2 separate regions of the Zea mays genome follow, and region 2 is linked to region 1. The links are chromatin contacts, called in public Hi-C maps. All regions are on one chromosome and are shown on one strand. Each heading gives the region's core, a stretch centred on a gene start, on an enhancer-like site or on the middle of the called end of the contact. The rest is flanking DNA. Distances are from core to core; before and after follow the strand shown. Region 1 holds the start of LOC100280529. Region 2 holds the start of LOC100384288 (Lipoyl synthase 2, chloroplastic).

Region 1 (2,700 bases), core at 201-2,700:
GTAAATACCCGGATATTCGGGTCGGATACGGGTACCCGGAATTCGGGTACCCGTTTTTCTTTTACAACATAATAATATAGTTATAAAATCATAACTGTTACATATAAAATCGGATAAAGATAAAGTTTATATGAAAATTGTAGAGCTCGAAGATATCTATAACTATGTAGTACATCATTTTTTGTTTAAATATATATTTAGGCCAAAATCATTAAAATTATGTCCAAATTTATATCAAATTAATATATTTTATCATTTTTATGTGGGGGCTTAAGATTATCTTTGTATAGACTATTTATTCGTATTGGTAACTTATTTGTAATTTTCAGTCGACGCTACGTTATTTGATGGATTTAATTGTATTTTGATGATTTTCTACGACAAGAAATTAATGATATATAAATAGCCTAAAAATCATGAAATTTTACGGAGGCACAACATATGTTTATATATAACCATAAAAAAATGTTTGGATCATAAGATCTATAAAATGTCTACGTTTCTTTCATTTCACGTTTACTTTTTTGTATGAGTTACATGTGAAATCACTATAAATATCCAAGTTTCAACATAATCAGTACTTTACTTTATTATTTTCATATGAGGAGTTATCTTCGTATAAAATGTTTATTTGTTTTTGTAACTTATTTGCAATTTTTGAGTGAAACTAGAATATTTTATGAATTTTTAATATTGCGGGGTTGGTTTTACAATGTTCTTGTAATTAGTAACTTTGAACTCATGATATCAATTTTATCGGTTTACTTTCCTACATTTGATCTATCATATACATGATAATGTATTGCTTAAATTATGTATTTGTTGAGTGGTTGGACAATTAATATCATCGGGACGAACTACCCGACAATTATCTTGTACCTACTCGAGTAATATCTGTTATCTGTTTATTACCTGTCTGGATTATTATCTGATCCCGTCCTATATTCGTCCTGAATCTTAACTAACCATATCTGATTTTATATCCGAGAGAAATACATTAGTGTAGTATACAGGATGACGATGACCTCGTATTCAGCTATTCATCTCTAATCCGCGGAGCGCTGAGACGTCCCCGTTGCTTGGGTGCCTGTGCCGCCTGCCCGCAGTCGCACCGTCCCAGCCCCCGCGCAGCAGCCTGCATCATGCCACCACACCACCGCGCTGCCGTGACCCTGGACCTGGAGCCTGACCCGGACCCTCAACTACGGGCCTACGGCACCAGCTACTCGCCAGTCCGCGACTGACACCTCATCATCGCCCACACACGAACACGAGCCTGCCGCCGATCCCGTCCCGTCCCCGTGAGGCCGTGATCCCCCTCCACGTCTCACGCTCCACTCGCTGTCTCGCTCCCAGTACCAGCAGTACAGCCGTGAGCTTGTGCCGTGCCGTCGGCCGTCCCGTGCAGACTACCAGCGAGCGATCCACCGCAAGGGAATCCAATCAAATCCCCCAGCAAGTCAGCCCCGCCCCGCGCCGACGCCTCTCCCCGATCCCGATCTGTGTGCCTGGCTGCCTGCAACCTCCGTGGGATGGAGGCGGCGCGGCAGCAGCAGGAGGAGTGCCCGTGCGGCGGGGCCGAGGCCGCTGACCAGTTCGAGCGGCTCCACGACGCGGTGCTGCTCGACGTCCTCAATCGCATCGGCGACGTCAAGGCGCTCGGCCGCTGCGCCCTCGTCTCGCGCCGCTTCCATGCGCTCGTGCCGCTCGTCGACTCCGTCTTCGTCCGCGTCGACTGCGTCATCCCTGACGACCCGCCGCCCTCGTCCTCCTCTTCCGCCGCACCAGGCACCTCGCCGCGGCAGGCGCCAGCCCCGGCCGCGCGCGGGCGCGGCGCGCTCGCGCACATCGCGCGCGTCCTGCTCGGCGGCATCGCCAGGCCCATCCACGCGCTCGGCCAGATCCTCTCCCCCGCCGCCGCGGCCGTCTCCCGGCGCTCCGAGGCACTGCCCGCTTCCCCGCGCGCGCCCGTCGCGGACGTCTCTCACCACTCCCCCTCCGAGGTGCTCCGCTCCTTCAAGGAGCTGCGGCGCCTTCACATCGAGCTGCCCACGGGCGAGCTCGGCATTGACGACGGTGTGCTCCTTAAGTGGAAGGCCGACTTCGGCTCCACCCTCGTCAGCTGCGTCATCCTCGGCGCCTCGTCGATCTCGTCCAAGCCGCCGACAGGGTACACTCAGGCGGAATCGGAAACTGCTGCGGCCGCCACTCCCGATACCAGTCGGGAGACTGAAGAGCCGGGGAGCCTACCTGATTCTCTTTATACAAATGGAGGGCTCAAGCTTCGCGTTGTCTGGACCATCAGCTCCCTGATTGCCGCGTCGGCGAGGCATTACTTGCTGCAGCCGATTATCTGTAATCACGAATTGCTGGAGAGCTTGGACCTGACAGATGCTGACGGGCAAGGGGTGCTCACCATGGACAAGAGGCAGCTGCAGGAACTGCGGGTGCGGCCCGTCTTTCCGTCAGGGAGCTCGCACCGCACCCTCATGCCGGCTCTCAGTATGCGTCTGCACTACGCACCGCTCATTGAGCTGCCTGGGGGAACGCTGCTGAAGGGTGCGACACTAGTGGCGATCAAACCAAGCGAAGATGCCTTGAGGGAGGGCCAAGGGGCCGGGGCTGCAGGTCCTGTTGGTACATGCTGGATTTCAGAGGCCTTTGAGGAGCCATATCGGACTGCGGCAAAGGTGCTTCTCA
Region 2 (2,700 bases), core at 98-2,597, 150 kb after region 1:
GGCGGCGGAAGTCGCCGGCGGCGCCTGGATCTCGCTCCCGGGAGGGACCCCGTCGGGGAGGAGAGATCCTAGGTGGTGTCTAGGCTCGGGCCGGCCGACCTAGACTCCTCTAATCGACGTAGAGCCGAAGAGAGACGAAGAATTTGGGGATTGGATAGCTAAACCTAAACTAGACTAGAACTACTCCTAGGATAAAATGCGAAATAGAAGTTGTATTGATTCGATTGATGATGGGGGTTTAATCGGCCGTAGCCCTTCATCTATATAAAGGGGGAGGTCTGGATCCGCTTCCAACTGATTTCCGAGTTAATCCCGCGGTTTTAGGTAACAAATCCCGCGAGAAACTAGGAACCCTAACTGACTCTGCGCACGCGCGGACCGTCCGCGCCACCACCGCGGACGGTCCGGACCGCGGACCGTCCGGCCTCCGGGCCGGACCGTCCGCACGGTCATTTTGGGTTCCAACACAGGGCCTAACACCAATTACAAATTTACAATTGCATCGATCAATCACGAGTTCTGAGAACCTATCAGTTTCCAATCAGCAGATGATCAGCCAGGCAGGATTACTAGAGATCATACCCCCAGCTTGCAACAGCCAAAGCCGTGTTCAGAGGCTCCAGGGGATCAGGCGGCGGCGGTTTGTTGCTGGTCTTCACAGCGCAGAATCGACACCCGCGCGTGCAGGTGTCACCAAGCACCATGATGGTGGCCGTCGCGATGCCGTCCCCTTCGCCGCCGGCCCCTCCACCTCCGTTCCAACACTGCGCCACCAAAAGCACCCGGTTCCGTCAGAACCCATCACTGAGACCAAAGCGCTCCTCTCGCAGAAACCGCTGGCGTGGATCAGTCTATGCTAGGCCTAGGCTCACGGGCAGGTACTGACGCGATGGGCGTCACGCGGAGGGGGGCATCTGTCATCTGATCGGCGCGCGTACCTCGCCGATGTTGGGGCACTGTGCCTCGACGCAGACGGTGTTGAGCTTGAGCTCGCCGATGGACTCCCGCAGGCGAGCGTACTTCTCCCCCTGCGCAGCGCGCTGCCGCAGCCACGCGGGCTTCTTCACCTCCGGGTCCCTCCCGGTGTACGGCCCCGCAGACGCCCTGGACGCCGTCCACACGGGCGCCGCCGCCTCAGCGCGGCACCGTGCCACGGCTGCCAGGCCCCGTCTCTCGCCGCATCCGGCCAGTACCGGCGGCCGGGCGAGGGAGCTCTGCATCGTTGCTGGCCGGCGGAATCGGGCGCTGCGTCGTGGTGTGTAGCGATGGAGGCGGCGGCGATGGAACTTCCAAGCGGAGGGGGTGAGGTTTTAGCGTTCCGCTTTTACCCTTGTGTGGGAGGCAAACCAGCTGGACGACTGCCGTGGCCCAGGGGTAAAACAGGGGATTGATATTAGGCCGGCGATGATAGCAAGGTTGGTTTCTCCGGATCGCCTGCCTTGTTCCTGCCGCTGCTGGTTCCTGGCCGATGTGGCTCAGTGCAGTGGGTGTGCTGGTACCTGGTAGCCCAGTGTCTCAGATATTGGAAGACACGATCATGTTTGGAGACTGATCAATCTTAGCGCCATTTGGAATACCTTGACACCAGCAAATGCAGGATTTTACCCAGGATTTCTATTGCTAGGGAATCAAACGATCATTTTCTTTCAATTCCAAACAAGTTACAAGTCGCAGCCTTTTACGAAGGATGCTCAGATCAGATGTGATTGTTTGAACAAGCTTCTGTATGAGCTTGAACACACACTTGGCATGAGTCTGCGTCATATCGATCTTTGGCATGAGGAAATCTAAGCTCAACAGGATTATGCTCTACACCAGGATTAAACGAGAACCAATCCATACCTTTTCTTTTGCAACAACATCATCAAATGCAAAGATCTACAGTTACACTGCTTCCTTCAAACAACAGTGCGACTGCATCCCATTGATTCAGACGAACGAAGCAGTCAATAATATCAATATATTTTCACATCACGCTGTTAAATGGAGCTAAGCTAACGGTTGGCATTTCTTAACGAACGAATTCATGCTGGAAATCGCACAGTTCGCGAAGGCAGATGGCTCCACACACACCACAAGGAATATTGAGGGAAATGATGAAAGGAAGGCTGACAGAATATGATCAAGCAAAAACAACCCGAACATTTCCACCCACCTAGACTAGAAGCCAAGAGCCCGACCCAGGACAGGAGTAGCTCAATAACAGTATGTCAGAATATAAACAAATACATGCCCAGTAAATGTGCAAACCAGTCCACAATGGCCTACGAAGAACATCGACTCTAGTAGAAATGTGAAGGGGTACATTTCCTGTTCCAGTATTATGATATCATCAGGTGGGTACTATATTAAATGACCCACATAAGGAACATTTCACTGGTCTATTCGATTACTCTGAAACCTAAACTTACGTCACAACCTGAAGTGAAGGCTACTTTCCTGAGCAATCGGAACTTCTCCAAGCTCGCTCACAACTTATAATGGGGCATGCATGTCTTCAGATACAACAATTATCAGCTGAAGACCATCTCATCAATGTTTAAAAGCATTGACTCTTTGCCCTTGTGTGTCTCCTTCAGTTACATCATCCAGGAACAGATTCTGAAGTGATGTGCCCACCTCTAGCACCTGAGGGATTGAAACCTGTTACTGGCATGGATCTCTGAGCAAAATCAAGAAGCCGCTGGCGCTGCTGCTCGT

What was found. A called contact is a pair of places that touch in the nucleus more often than the background predicts.
Region 2: a Hi-C map of leaf shows a contact between it and region 1, with 1.8 times the contacts expected there. The contact joins the promoter of LOC100384288 here to the promoter of LOC100280529 in region 1. A contact is called at or near these places in 4 of 25 Hi-C or Micro-C datasets (ear, leaf and tassel).

Annotation. Positions count from the first base shown.
Region 1 is chr3:198,680,381-198,683,080 of Zm-B73-REFERENCE-NAM-5.0, forward strand. It overlaps LOC100280529, which reads left to right and starts at 1,451. Exons shown (of 2, transcript NM_001367132.1): 1 at 1,451-2,700. The coding sequence starts at 1,533.
Region 2 is chr3:198,826,858-198,829,557 of Zm-B73-REFERENCE-NAM-5.0, forward strand. It overlaps LOC100384288 (Lipoyl synthase 2, chloroplastic), which reads right to left and starts at 1,348. Exons shown (of 7, transcript NM_001176850.1): 1 at 939-1,348; 2 at 583-764. The coding sequence starts at 1,220. LOC100272651 reads right to left here. Exons shown (of 5, transcript NM_001147109.1): 5 at 2,179-2,700. The coding sequence ends at 2,585.